Linked DNA regions of Pan troglodytes: region 1 is linked to region 2. A link is a contact called in public Hi-C data. All regions are on one chromosome and are shown on one strand. The core of a region is the stretch at or near the end of the contact, and the rest is flanking DNA. Distances in the headings are between cores, read along the strand shown.

What was found. Hi-C and Micro-C count contacts between places; a contact is called where the count stands out from the background.
Region 1: a contact with region 2 is called in a Hi-C map of stem cell-derived neural progenitor cells, with 5 times the contacts expected there. The contact joins two enhancer-like sites. A contact is called at or near these places in 4 of 7 Hi-C or Micro-C datasets (induced pluripotent stem cells, a lymphoblastoid cell line and stem cell-derived neural progenitor cells).

The regions. Positions count from the first base shown.
Region 1 is chr21:43,616,740-43,623,956 of NHGRI_mPanTro3-v2.0_pri, reverse strand. SRC (SRC proto-oncogene, non-receptor tyrosine kinase) reads right to left here. Exons shown (of 15, transcript XM_054674765.2): 3 at 1,725-1,978; 4 at 1-33. The coding sequence starts at 1,974. Among named protein-coding and RNA genes, the nearest start is that of SRC, 54 kb to the right of the region's middle. Within about 2 kb of position 1,291, at least 6 of the 24 cell types and tissues checked have an H3K27ac peak or open chromatin away from gene starts, as enhancers often do. A contact at or near this core is called in stem cell-derived neural progenitor cells, where this site is marked.
Region 2 is chr21:43,501,171-43,509,018 of NHGRI_mPanTro3-v2.0_pri, reverse strand. No RefSeq gene overlaps it. Among named protein-coding and RNA genes, the nearest start is that of MANBAL, 23 kb to the left of the region's middle. Within about 2 kb of position 2,723, at least 14 of the 24 cell types and tissues checked have an H3K27ac peak or open chromatin away from gene starts, as enhancers often do. A contact at or near this core is called in stem cell-derived neural progenitor cells, where this site is marked.

The DNA of each region.
Region 1 (7,217 bases), core at 42-2,541, 120 kb before region 2:
AGTCATAGAGGGCCACAAAGGTGGTCACTCCACCTGCAGAGAGGGGTGGGGTGTGTCAGAACAGTGGGGCCACAGCCAGGGAAGGCATGGGCAGGATGGCCCTGTACCCAGGAGGAGTGGATTTGTCTCCCACACACAAGTGCTCAGCCCAAAGACACAGTCAGGTTCAGTGAAGATGGGCCTGTGCACGTGTCCACTGCATCCGTGTATCTGCGCGTCCCTGCAAGGGCGTGTGGGAGCGGGAGCATCCCTTCCTGTCCGCGTCCGTCCCCGGGGCTTTGGGCAGTGCTGGGTGCTGGCTTATCTGTTTGGTGCCTGTCTTGCTCTAGGAGCAGAAGTCGCCAATAACAAGCATCTTTGTTTTGTTTCCAGACCCAGGCACATAGTAGGTGCTCAAGAAAGAGCTATAGGCTGAACGAAGCGGTGAATGAAGAACACTGCCCCAGGAGGCTCGCTCTCTCTCTATAAAGTGTGTCACTCTGGGCACTCCTGGTGTCCAGGAAGATTTGGCTCCAAGTAACTGCCCCCTCAAAAAGGCCCCCGTACCCCCTTCCACCATTTTAAGCTACAGCCTCCACCTCCTCACATCCCCCAGCCCTCCCTCCCTGCCTGTTTTGCGCCTTCGCAGCAGCGCCCCTTCTAACACCCTCCACGAGCTGCCCTTTGCTTCCTTCCCCCAGGTGGGTTCTGTCTGCACCGCTGGGGCCCGGGCAGCAGAGGAGCCCTGGCCTGTAGTAGGAGCTCCACATATACTTATTGAACAAATGAATGGTGTGTCTGTGGGTCTGTTTCTCTCGCTTGGGCGTGCGTCTGCGTCTGAAGGGTCCATGCCTGTCCGCGTGTCTCTGAGTGTTCTCATGTTCTCGATGCACCTGTGTGTATCTGTCTCCTGGGCGGCCACGATGGTGAGATTGTGATTTCCAGCTGAGCGTGTGTCTGTGTCTTGTGTGTGTCTCTGAATGCGCTTCTGACGGCATGTGCGTGTGTCTTCAGCTACAAGTGTGAGGTCACCTGTGCATGTGAGTTTGTATCTGGGTACATCTGCGATGGGGATGTGTCTGCGGGTGTCTGTGACCCTGCCTCCACCCCGCATGTGTGCGTGTCCCTGGCGGGGGTGTAGCCGTGTGTGTGGCCCAGCGTGTGCCTGTGGGGAGAGTGAACGGGTCTGAGTGAAGGAGTGAAGTCTGCGTGGAATGTCTGGGGCACCGCCGCGGCTCTCCAAAACGGCCCTCTCCGGGGCTGCGGTGACCGCAGAGCGCCAGCAGAGGGCGCAGGGGCGCATCCTGGCGCGGGCCCAGCCGGGGCCGTCCGGTGCCCCGTTCCCCGCGCGACCCAGCTGCCCCTCCGCCGCACGTGGGCCGCGCGTCCCGACTCATCTCTGGGCGGACCCAGGCAACGAAAAAGGACTGGGCGCCAGGCAGCAGCAGGCCCGGTCCCCGCGCCGCCCCTCTCTCTGGGCCTCAGCGTCCCACTAGGACCCCATCACCACACCCCGCGTCCTCTGCGCCTGCTCCACCCCAAAGCCAGCGGCGGCGGCGTGGATGCTTCACAGTGTGTACGCCCCCCCCCCCCCCCCCCCGCCCCGCACACCCAAGTCACCCAGGGGCGCTACCCCTGGCGAGAGGAAGGGCCTGCGCAGAGGGGGCGACCCCGGGCACACAGCCCCGCCGCCTCCCCGCCGTGGCCCCAGGTGGACGAGGACCCCGCGCCGCCCGCGCACTGACCGGCCAGCGGGCCCGCCCTCTGCGGGGAGGTGACGGTGTCCGAGGAGTTGAAGCCTCCGAACAGCTTGGGCTCGGCGGCCGCGGGGGCGAAGGCCGCGCTGGGGCCGCGGTGGCCGTCGGCCGAGGCTGGCTTGCTGGGGGTCTGCGAGGCGGGGAAAGCGCCCCCGCCAGCGCCGTGCACGTTCTCGGCGGGCTCCAGGCTGCGGCGCCGCTGGCTGGCATCCTTGGGCTTGCTCTTGTTGCTACCCATGGTCCTGGCAGGAGAGAGAGAAGACACTGGAACTGGCAGGGCTGCCGGGGCCCCTTGGCCGGCCTCCCTCCCACCCATTCCACAGATAGGGAAAACGAGGCCCAAAGAGAGGCAGCAGGGCCGGGCGCGGTGGCTCACGGCTGTAATCCCAGCACTTTGGGAGGCCGAGGCCGGCGGATCACTTGAGGTCAGGAGTTCGAGACCTGCCTGGCCAACACGCGGAAACCCGGGCTCTACTTGAAAAAAAAATTAGCCGGGCATGGTGGCACGCGCCTGTAGTCCCAGCTACTCCGGAGGGTGAGGCAGGAGAATCGCTTGAACAGGGGAGGCAGAGGCTGCAGTGAGCTCAGATCCTGCCACTGCACTCCAGCCTGGGCGTCAGAGGAATACTCTTTTTAAAAAAAAAAAAAGAAAAGAAAAGAAAAAGAAAAAAATGGGGGACAGGGGCACCAGCCTTTTTGGGAGAGTTAGCCTCTCAAAACCTCGATGTCTTCATCTGTAAAATGAACGTAAGGATGGCATCCATCCGTAAAGGGCTTCCTCGGTCCAGCGCCAGGAACGGAAGAAATGCCTCATAATCAGAAGCCCTGACCTTACCCACCCACCTCCCCCTGAGTCACTGTTTCCCTCCCTCCTGGCAGGGACAGTATCTGAGCCACGCCTATGTCCCGGGCACCTAGCACATGGAGGGGGCTCATTGAGGGTTTGTTGAATGAATACGTGGCTGACGGGAATTGCCTAACGCTGGGGAAAGGTGCTAAAAGTGGCAGCCAAGGCCATACAGCAGGAGGTTTGAAGCAGAGATGGCTGGGAGCTCACTCCAGCCACAGGGCCTTCACACATACCATTCCCACTGCCCAAATGCTGTTCCCTGGCCACTTCACCAGGGTGACTGGTGCCTCCTTCCGTTCTCAACTCAAAAGTCCCCTCCTTGGGAAGTGTTCCCCAAATCCTTTCACTGGATCCCCCTGACTTCTGTCTGTCTTTGATAACATGTGGTCCTGTTTTGTTTTTGTTGTTTGAATTCATGTGGTTATGTGACTACTGTCATGGGCTTTTGTTCATCTTGTTCACTGCTGTGCTCCCAGTGCCTAACATGGGGTGTGGCACACAGTAGGTGCTCAGTAAACAGCTGAACGAATGAATGACTATTTAAGAGCTAAGGGACTTCAGAGCCAGAAACCTGGGAGGTCCAGAGAGACGGAAACACAGAGTAGACCAAGTTGAAAACTCCCCCTGACGCCCACAGTCCTGCCACCACCCTCTGCCTCCCATTTCCCCATCCGCAGGCCCTGGCTGGTCCCAGCTCCCACCCAGATTGGCTGGGATCTCCCCACCCATCTTGAGCCCTGATAGGGCCATCATCTCACCTGGTAGAAGGCAGGGGCTGTCCCAGAGGACCTGGGAGGCAGCCTGGGGTCTTGGCACAAACACCAGGTGTGGAGTCAGGGGTCTCGAAATAGAGGCCCTGCTCCACCTCTCCCCGCTGTGTGTCCCTAGGCAAGTGGCTTTCCCTCTCTGGGCCTCAGCGTCCTCATCTGCAAAGCAGGGATAAAGCAGACATCTCAGCACTGTTTTGAGGATGTCATTAGAAAGAGAAATCATAATGGCGCCCACTCTCTGATCACTGTTCATCAGGCTATGGCTCTAGCAGGCCCGTGCTAAGAGCCTCCTAGACCTGAAATATCCTTCAACCCTCCCAAAGTCTTTTCAACCCTCTCAAAGCAAGAGCGAGACAGGGTATGGCATGGTGGTGAGAGTGGGCTCTGGAGCTGGGCTCTCCACATCCAGATCCTGGCTCTACCCCTAAATAGCTGTGTGACCTTAGGCATGTGACTTAACTTCTCTCTGTGCCGTTTCCTCACCTGTAACGATGGGGTCATTGTGATAAATGCACAAGACACTGTAGGGTGCTAGGGGCATCACAGGTCACCCTGCACCTCAGCCGTTATTGATATTGTGTAATTCTGGACACACCAGGGAGGCAGGTTCCGATTATTCTTTGGGGAGGCAGAAGGCCTGGGAATCGGTCCAGAATTTCCTCTGAGAACCCATGAGTGGGGAAAAGGCCCCCTGACTGGCTGGGTCCTCGGGCAAGGCTGTTTGCCCTGAGCGCCCAGCCCAGCTATGAGACGCCCCCTGCCTGTGTGAATTTCAGCCTGTCCCCTGTGCCCCTGGGGCCTCAGGCTACCCAGCTGCACAATGGGGGTATGGTTTGCATGCTCCCTGGGGACCACCCAGCTCAGAGAATGTGGGGTTGGGGAGGCCCTGGGGAGACCTGCTGAAGAGCTCAAGGGATTACCATGGTCTCCTGAGGGACAAGTCAATGGACCTGGGGACAGGTCCAAAGTCAGTTTCTATGGCAACCTATTCCATTGAGGTCACGATACCCATCAGCACTCACCCAGCTGGTGTCCCACAAGAACTGCTGACCTGGTTACCTGCAGCCCAAGGCTTGATGGGGGCCCAACCAGCCCGCCCCCTAGCCACTTGCTTCCTGGTGCAGCATTTATAGTACCTACTAGCAGGCCCTGTGCTCCTCACTATAGGGGGACATAGAGACGAATTAGCCAGGTCCTGCCTCAGGACCCCAAAGCAGGGGACTTGTTTATGAGACTTTAAGAGGAAGTAAAAATTAAAAAAAAAAAATTTTATGGAGGAAGAACTATCTAAGAGCCTGAATTTTCTTTAGAATAAAATAAATGTTGAGGAGTGAGCTCCCTGTCACTGGAGGTAATCAAAGATGGGAGAATGGGTACTTGGCTGATGTGCCATGAAGGGAGACAGAGAGCCAGGGCTAGACCTTAAGGGCCCTTCCAGTATCAAGGATACATGTCACCTCTTGGAAGGGGACAAGAAGAAAAGACACAACCCCTGACCCCTGCACTCACAAACACGAAGACCACTCCCCACTGGGGCACTCAGAAAAAGCATAACAGGGACCTTTAAGACGAAGCTAAGGTCCTGAGCCACCAGGTGCAATGTTTGATGGTTTGTGAGACTGTTTTTTTGGTCTTGGTGGTTGATCCTGGTGTTTGTGGGGAGGCAGACGGTTGAGGTTAAGAGCCGGAGTGCTGGAGCAGACTCCCTGGTTTGAATCCTGGCCTGCCGCCCTTCGCCTCAGTTTTCCTCTCTATCGATCGGGAATAACACCCATGTCAGGACTGCTGGGAGAATCCGTGAGAAAAGTACACGGAACATGCTCAGGATGGCACGGAACGTTACCAGGCCTCCGTAAATGGTAACTTTTATCATTCAGAGTGGACTCTTTGAGAACTACAAGAAGATTTAAAAAAAAGAAAAGAAAAAATAAAAGAAAATGCCCCATAATTCTGCCCCTAGAAGACAAACACCTGGGTGTGGTGGTGCGTTTCCTTCCAGCGTCACAGCAACGCAAGACGGTCAACAAACTGGGGTCCACCCAGTGCCCTCCACTGTGCACTCGCGGCTGTCAGGGCCAGGCAGGATCCATCTCCATGCCCCCAGAGACCAGGACGGGCCTGACACCCACTAGGTGCTCTGGAACTATTTGCAGAATAGACAAAAGACTAAATGGGCATGGATGTATAATTTGCATCCTACTTTGTTCCTGCAATGCCACACTGAAAAGACTAAATATCATTCCGTGGTATTCAAATACTCCCAGAGCTCAGACCTTGAATTTGACCTTGCTCTAAGTACTTTGCAAACATTGACTCATCAGCTCCTCATGATAATCTAGGAGGTAAATACTAATCATGTCTTTATCTTACTGTTGAGGACATTAAGATACAGAGAGGTTGAAGAACTTGCCTGAAGTCACACAGCATGGGTGAGAGTGAAAAGGGGCCACCACACTGGGCAGGTGGGAATCAGGGGCTGAAACTCACAGGCCCCACCTCCTACCCCCAAGGGACTCTCTCTCACAAAGCAGCCAGATGGCCTTGGAAGAGGAGTGAGAGGATAAAGCAGCCCACCCCACTCCCAGAGAAAGCCTGAGAAAGCTCCGAGCAGAACGTCCTTGAGCAAGAATGGCCCACTGAGGGTCATGCGGGTAGCACTGTGGCCCCCACTTTCCAGATGAGGAAACTGAGGCCCTGAGATACCCAGAGGAGATTCTACACTGCCGCCTCCCTCTTTTCACTTTATGTGTTAGTGTGTTCAGAGCATCTTCTCAGGCCACTCCAAGCTCTCTCGTTCTTTTTCTTTTCCTTTTTTTTTTTTTTTTTTGAGATGGAGTCTCACTCTATTGCCCAGGCTGGAGTGCAGTGGTGCGATCTCGGCTCACTGCAACCTCCGCCTCCCGGGTTCCAGCGGTTCTCCTGCCTCAGCCTCCCAAGTAGCTGGGATTACAGTCACCGAATACCACCCCTGGCTAATTATTATTATTATTATTATTTTTTTTTTTTGAGACAGAGTCTCCTCTGTCGCCCAGGCTGGAGTGCAATGGTGTGATCTCGGCTCACTGCACCCTTCGCCTCCCAGGTTCAAGCAATTCTACTGCCTCAGCCTCCTGAGTAGCTGGGATTACAGGTGAGTGCCACCACTCCCGGCTAATTCTGGTATTTTTAGTAGACACAGGGTTCCACCATGTCGGCCGGGCTGGTCTCGAAAGCTACACGGCTCTTCACTCGATGACTCAGTGAGGGTGGGAGTTAGTCTCGGAGGGCTGCTTCCATGCCGTGGGACCTCACGAGAGACCACCCTCCTCCCTGGCACAAAGCTCTATCCTTGCACTTCCTGGTTCTGGTGCCCAACTGCCGAGTCACCATGAGTTGCTCCTTGGAGAGGGGCCAACCCCCCTCATCTCTTCCGCCACTTGCAGCCTCCAAGGTAGAGATAGACCCTTGCGGGGGTCAAGGGGAAGCAGTGGGGGCCCCACAATGGGGCTGCCTGAGGTTCCCAGGGAAAGGTGGCCCCTTTCCTTCAGGAAGCCACTCCTCACCGTGGGCTCTGGACTCCTCAGCAGACAGGGGCCTGCACTATGGCTCGCTCCCTCGAGAGGTGCTGAGTTGCTGCTATAAGAACTTTTCCCTCGGCGTTCCCAGTGCCTTGAGCTCAGCAGGTCCCCAAGTGGCCTAGTACCTCCCGCTAAGCCTGCATCTCCCCCCCACCCCCATCCCCATCACTGACTCAGCGACACCCCTGCACATCCCACCCCAGTCATTCTCCAGGTATTGGCAGAGCACCTGCCATGTGCCAAGCCCTGTGTGGGGCTCTGCCCTTGGGGAGCCCCGGGGTAGTTCCTGAATCTTCCTCAAGCT
Region 2 (7,848 bases), core at 1,474-3,973:
GCCCAGAGAGTGGGAGCTCCAGGCCCTAGGGGGAAACCCCAGTGACTCTGCTTCTAGTCTGGAGTGAGGGCCGTTTGGCCCTGACTCAAACCTGAGTTTGCTGCAGTCGAGGCTATTAGGGTTCCTTTAACTGCACTGTAACCACAGAGGGGAAGTAAGACCATGAGATAACCTGGCTCTGACATGGGAAGTAGAAACTGGAAGCTGAAGTCCCAAGCAGGCCTTGACTTTTGCCTGTGGACACTCAAATCATGGGAATTCTTCTTCTCACTGTGTCTACAGGTCCTGTTGTCACTAAGATCCCCCAACTCAGAGATTCCAAGTGAGGGGGGTCCTCCCTGTAGACACCCCCTCCTTGCTGGTCTGAGCTCTTCTTGCCTGATGAGCCAGGCTGAGGGAGACTCTGTAGGATGCACTTCCCTTTTTTTTTTTTTTTTGAGACAGAGTCTTGCTCTGTTGTCCTAACTGGAGTGCAGTGGCATGATCTCGGCTTACTGCAAACTCCGCCTCCCAAGTTCAAGTGATTCTTCTGCTTCAGCCTCCCACGTAGCTGGGATTACAGGCGCATGCCACCAAGCTCAGCTAATTTTTGTACTTTTCATAGAGATGGGGTTTCACCATGTCGACGAGGTCGGTCTTGAACTCCTGGCCTCAAGTGATCCACCCACCTCGGCCTCCCAAAGTGCTGGTATTATAGGCATGAGCCATTGCACCTGGCCAGATGCCCTTTCTCCTGTGGGCTTTCTCCTGAGATCCTGGGGCAGGGCTGGGCTTGGAGATCACACAGTCTTCCCTATCTGGAAACATAGCTGAGAACCCAGGGCAGCAACGGTCAGGGAAAGATGGGAGGAGGCGCAGGTTGAGTGGCCGATGAAAAGGTGGCATGACAAACTTGACCTGACCCTTTCGTAGTCCTGGGATTTCACAGCGAACAAAGCCCCACAGGCAGGGCCTCTGGCGTTGGTAGCAAAACCTGACAACTCCAATGACTGGGGAACAGCGACATCTCCCGGCTGTCTGAGGCCATGGTCCTCCTACCTGATCAGAATCCCAGGCATTTAGACACCAGGGTGCCTAATGCCTTTAGAATCCTCACAGATTTTAGCCTTTGATTCAATTGGTCCAGAGTGGAGCCTGACATTCTGCATTCCTAACAAGCCCCCAGGTGCTGTCAATACTGCTGGTCTATGGACCACACTTTGATTAGAAAGCTTTAGAGGGCTCAAAGATTTGGTCCCAGGCATCCCAAGGGTCTCAGGAAAGGAGACAATTTTCTGCATATAAAATTATAAAATCACTCAACCACAGGCAAGGCCTGGGAGGGAGGATGCTTCTTGAAGAGATGGCCTCCAAGGGGGCTTTTGAAGTATGGTCATATCTTCACCAGGGAAAGGTTACCCGAGGATCAGCTGGGGACAGCCTCCTATGCAGCAGGCTTGGCACCTGCACCAAATCTACCAACTCAAAAAACAACCTGGTTAGTGTGCCTAATTGACTTGTGGCAGGCCCAAAGATTCCAAGCAAGGTGAATGTTTAAAATACTCACGGGCCAGGTGCAGTGGCTCACGCCTGTAATCCCAGCGCTTTGGGAGGCCAAGGCAGGCAAATCACTTGAGGTCAGGAGTTCAAGACCAGCCTGGCCAACATGGTGAAACCCTGTCTCTACTAAAAATACAAAAATTAGCTGGACATGGTGGCTTGTGCCCATAGTCTCAGCTACTTGGGAGGCTGAGGCAGGATAATTGCTTGAACCTGGAAGGCGGAGGTTACAGTGGGCAGAGATCACGCCACTGCACTCCAGCCTGGGTGACAGAACGAGACTGTCTTAAAAAAAAAAAAAATTAGTGCCGGGTGCGGTGGCTCATGCCTGTAATCCCAGCACTTTGGGAGGGTGGGTGGATCACCTGAGGTTGGGAGTTCGAGACCAGCCTGGCCAACATGGTGAAATCCCATCTCTACTAAAAACACAAAATTAGTCTGGCATGGTGGTGCATGCCTGCAATCCCAGCTACTGGGGAGGCTGAGGCAAGAGAATCGCTTGAACTCGGGAGGTGGAGGTTGCTGTGAGCTGAGATCATGCCATTGCACTCCAGCCTGGGCAACAAGAGCTAAACTCCATCTCAAAAGAAAAAAAAATTAAAATACTCGTGGGAGTAACATTTCCAAGGAACCCAGAGTTGCTTCATTGATTTGCTAAGTACAATCAACCTCATCTCTTCATTAAACGAGCTCTTCTAATGACTTTCCCAGATGCAGACTTTTTGAGAAAGAAATGAAGCTCTGAGCTGCCATCCAATCACAGGCCCTTCTGTTTGGGTAGGACCCTGTGAAGCAGGGGAAAGGACCACATCATCTCCATTTTACAGAAGAGGAAACTGACACTCAGGGAGGTTAAGTGACTTTGCCTGAAGCCACCTAGCAAGCCCACACCACTTAAACCTGGTCTCCTCTGACACAGTACCCGGGAGCACTCAGACACCTGCTGCTGCTGATGCCACAAAAACAGGCCTAGAAGGGCAAGTGGGGAGGGTCAAGAGAATCTGGGAGTCTGGGGTCCAGGCCTCTGGATCCTTGCACAGTGGCCTTGGACTGGGAACACTGCCATCAACCACGGAGGGGGATGAAAGCAGCTTTTACAAAGCAGGGTCTGAGGTCCTCAGACAGGCCCCCTTTGTGGACTTCCTTTCCCTCCCCACCCCCATGCCGGCTGCCAGTAGCATCGCCCTCATTGAATGGCTGGCTTGCACACACTGGAAATTTGCAACACAAATGCACGGCTTGTCTCCCTCTCCACAGAGCCTCACTGCCCCAGACTTTTGGGGCCTTTTAAAATCTGCCTTTCTCTGGGGTACTTTCTTTCTTCAGCTCAAGCCCCCAGCCCTAGATGCAGCCACAATCACTAATTAACGCTGGGTTAAAACACGTCCTGGGAAAGTGAGCTGGGCGGCCACCGAGGCATTCTCATCATCACTCGGAGGACAAGGACAAGGCGGTGGTGGGAATCGGTGGAAGGGGCTGGGTTTTCATTCTCCGGGTTCTTTCTGGCTCCCCATCCTCCCCCACCCCCCGCCCCACTATGCTCTTTCTCAGTGGGTTTGAGAATTTACTGCAAATAAAGCCTGTCACCAAGATGGCTCCCAGCCCTCCCCGCCACCAGGCTGCCACCAAGCTGCCCGTTTTTTCAGAGCTCAGCTCTGAAAAACTACAATAACTGCTACCATTTGCCAAGACACTTACATATCAGACACCAACATGCATATTTCTTTTTCTTTCTTTCTTTTTGTGGAGACGGGGGTCTCACTGTGTTGCCCAAGCTGGTCTCGAACTCCTGGGCTCAAGCAACCTGCCTGCCTCTGCCTCCCAGTGTTGGGATTACAGGTGTGAGCCACCGCATCCGGCCAAGCATATTTCTGGTTCTCACAACAACCTGGAGTGGTAGTTCTTATCACCTCCATTGTACAGATGTAGTAACTGAGGCTCAGAGCGATTAAGGGATTGACCTTGCCTAGAATCTCACATGGGGCAAATGGCAGAGTTGGTTTCAAATCCAAACCCATTTGCCCCCTAAACCTGTGCTCCCATTTTAAGCTTCTCCCTACTCCTGTCTGACGATGAACTCCTGGGTTTACATGACTTCTCCCTTCTCTCGATTCTTGGAACATTTACACTGATACTGTGTCCCTCTCTGCATTTATACTGATACTGTATCCCTCTCTGGATCTACCTGCCCAGGGTAATGATTCAGCTTCCTCCTGTAGCTCTTTGAAGACAAGCACTGTGTCCAAACACTCTGCGTTCCTCATAGCACCCAGAAGATGCTATGCAGAGGGGAGAGAGCCACCCCACTCCCCTAACTGCAGAAAAGGGACCAAGCACCTCGGAGATGGACAGCTAATCCAGCAAGCTCTACGTGGGCCTAATTAGTTGCTTAAGAGGGGTTTGTGGGATGAGGAAATAAATGCTCATTTAAGAAATTCGGGGGCAGACCCCCATCGCTGCTGGGGGGAAAGTCAATGGTACAGCCATTGTGGAAAAGACTGGCAGTTTCTTAAAAAGCTAAACCCTCATTATATGACCCAGTGATTCCCCTCCTAGGTACCCACCCAAGATTAATGAAAACATGTTCACACAAGGTCTCCTACTGAAATATTCATAGCAGTTCAGGCAGGGTGACTCACACCTGTAATCTCAACACTTTGGGAGGCCGAGGTGGGAGGATCACTTGAACCCAAGAGTTTGATAGAGAGAGACCCTGGGCAATATAGAGAGACCCCATTGCTACAAAAAAATTTTTTTTAATTAGCTGGGCGCAGCGGATCACACCTGTGGTCCCAGCTACTCAGGAGGCTGAGGTGGGAGGATCACTTGAGCACAGGAAGTCAAGGCTGCAGCGAGCTGAGATTGTGCCACTGCACTCCAGCCTATGTGACAGCAAGACCCTGTCTCAAAAAAAAAAAGTTCGTAGCAGCATAATTCATAGTAGCCCCAAATTGGAATCAACCCAAATGTCCATCAAGGTGAATGGGTAAACAAACAGTCATACATCCATACAATGGAATAAAAAGGAACAAACTATTAATACCTGGATCAACATGGATGAAGGTCAAACATTATGCTGAGTGAAAGAAGCCTGACACCAAAAAGTGCGTATTTTATTTGATTTATTATGATTTACTCATCATATAAAAGATTCCATTTATAGGAATTTCCTACCAAGGAAAAACTGTAAGACAGCAGATTAGGGGTTGCCTAGGGCAGGGGGCAAGAGTGGAGACTGAGAGCAAATGGGCTAGAGGGAATTTTTGGAGGGACAGAAGCATTCCAAAACAGGATTGTGGCAATGGTGGCACCACCGTATAAATGTATGAAAGCTCATGGAGCCATAGACTTAAAACCAGTGAGCTTTATGATATGTGAACTCTTTTTTGTTTGTTTTTTAGATGGAGTCTCCCTCTGTTGCCCAAGATGGAGCACAGTGGCGCGATCTTGGCTCCCTGCAACCTCCACCTCCCTGGTTCAAGCAATTCCCCTGCCTCAGCCTCCCGAGTAGCTGGGATTACAGGCGCATGCCACCACGCCCGCCTAATTTTTTTGTATTTTTAGTAGAGACAGGGTCTCACCATGTTGGCCAGATTGGTCTCGAACTCCTGACCTCAGGCAATCCGCCTGCCTCGGCCTCCCAAAGTGCTGAGATTACAGGTGTAAGCCACCACGCCCGGCCAAACTGTTGAAGTTCTTTAAAAAAAAAAAAAAAAAAAAAAATTAGAACTGGTAGGCCCAGGAAGGGCCTTAGTGTGGGGCAAACAAATTGGAAATCAGAAAACTTTTTTTCCTTTTTTTTTCAATAGAGACAAGGTGTCACTCCATCGCCCAGGCTGGAGTACGGAGGCACGAACATAGCTCACTGCAGCCTCCAACTCCTGGGCTCAAGTGATCCTCCTGCCTCAGCCTCCCAAGTAGCTGGGGCTGCAAGGAAGTCAGAAAACATGTTTGAGTCATAGCTCTTCCAGCTACTGACTAGCTCTGTGGCTGTGGCTGAGCACGTAACCTTCCATGCCTGTTTCCTCATTTACCGCAATGACAAGAACAGCAATTATCAAAGCTAAATTGTGAGCTCTGCCCTATGCCAGGTCTGCCCTTTATGCAATGTCACAATAATTCTCACCCGAGAGCCTCATAAGTTGAGCTCTATCACTCCCATTTTACAAATAAGAAAACTGAGATAGGGCGTGAAGTCTGTAGCACAATGCCTGGCACAGAGTTTCAACCGAGGCTGGATTCTGAGTCCCATGGCTTCTCCGGCCAACTCCGTGTAACCTGCATCTGTGCCCTGGCCCAGCGTCCACTCTGGGTGCCCAGCTCTGCATGGTCCCCACTTTGCATTTCCAGGAATCACCCCACACTTCCTGACTGTGCGAGAGCCCATAGCCCTGGGGCTCCCAACTGCTTCGTCTGCTCCCTGCTGCTGTGACCTGCGCTTTTTTTTTTTTAAATAATATTTAAGTTTTGGCCAGGACAACATAGTGAGATCTCATCTCTACTAAAAATAAACAAAATTAGCTGGGCATGGTGGCGTGCAACTGCAGTCCCAGCTACTCAGGAGGCTGAGGTTGGGGACTGCTTGAGCCCAGGAGGTCAAGGCTGCAGTGAGCTGAGATCTCACCACTACACTCTAGCCTGAGCGAGACCCTGTCTCCAAAAAATTAAGTAAATAAAATAATAATAATAATTAATTTAAAGCTATCAACCCATTTATTTTTATTTTTAATTATTTATTTATTTTATTTATTTTTTTGAGATGGAGTCTCACTCTGTCACCCAGGCTGGAGTGCAGTGGCACCATCTTGGTTCACTGCAAGCTCCGCCTCCTGGGTTCACGCCATTCTTCTGCCTCAGCCTCCTGAGTAGCTGGGACCACAGGCACCCACCACCACGCCCGGCTAATTTTTTGTATTTTTAATAGAGACGGGATTTCACCATGTTAGTCAGAATGATCTCGATCTCCTGACCTGGTGAGCCGCCCGCCTCAGCCTCCCAAGGTGCTGGGATTACAGACGTGAACCACCACGCCCTGCCTTTTATTTATTTATTTTTTTGAGACAGAGTCTCACTCTGTCGTTCAAGCTGAAGTGCAGCGGCGCCATCTCAGCTCACACCAACCTCTGCCTCTGGGGCTTAAGCTATTCTTGTGCCTCAGCCTCCCCAGTAGCTGGGATTACAGGCACACGCCACTACACCCAGCTAATTTTTTTGTATTTTAGTAGAGATGGGGTTTCACCATGTTGCCCAGAGTGGTCACGAACTCCTGAGCTCAGGCAGTCCGCCTGCCTCGGCCTCCCAAAGTGCTGGGGTTACAGGCATGAGCCACCGCACCTGGCCGCTATCAGCCCATTCTTAATCCTTGGGGATCTGGCCTGGCCTGACCACTTCGTATCCTGGCCAGCAAGGTGACATACCACTCAAGCCTTGCTTCTATGAGAAACATCTCATATTTGCTAGATGCCAAGAACATGGCTCAGTGCAGGCTAAGAAGGAGAACCACAAAATAGTGTTGCTAAGGGGACTCTTGGAAATTACTGGCTTGTAATTGTGACCCATTGAGGTACCTCAGGGATAGGCAAGGGGGTCTCCACTTCCCCCTCTTCAACCAGAGTAGCCCCATATTAAAAACCTGTCTCTGTAGGTTTCCAAAGAAAGAGTTTTGCTACTTTTTAAAAAATGTTTGGGCTGGGTGTGGTGGCTCACACCTGTCATCCCAGTGCTTTGGGAGGCAGAGGCACGTGGATCACCTGAGGTCAGAAGTTTGAGACCAGCCTGGCCAACATGGTGAAATCCCATCTCTACTAAAATACAAAACTTAGCCAGGCGTGGTGGTACGCACCTGTAATCCCAGCTACTCTGGAGGCTAAGGCAGGAGAATCATTTGAACCCGGGAGGTGGAGGTTGCAGTGAGTCGAGATTATGCCACTGCACTCCAACCTGGGTGGCAAAGATAGGATCCCTCTCAAAAAAATAGTTTGAAAGTTGCTGTTCTATGTCAACTCTCAAGTTTCCAGGTAGAAACTGAGGCCCGGAGGGTAGAAGTTTTTTTTCTTTTTTTGAGACAGAGTCTCGCTCTGTCACCCAGGCTGGAGTGCAGTGGCACGATCTCGGCTCACTGCAACCTCCACCTCCCGGGTTCAAGCAATTCTCCTGCCTCAGCCTCCTGAGTAGCTGGTATTACAGGTGCCCACTACCACACCCAGCTAATTTTTGTATTTTTAGTAGAGACGGGGTTTCACCATGTTGGTCAGGCTGGTCTCGAACCCCTGACCTCATGATCCACCCGCCTCAGCCTCCCAAAGTGCT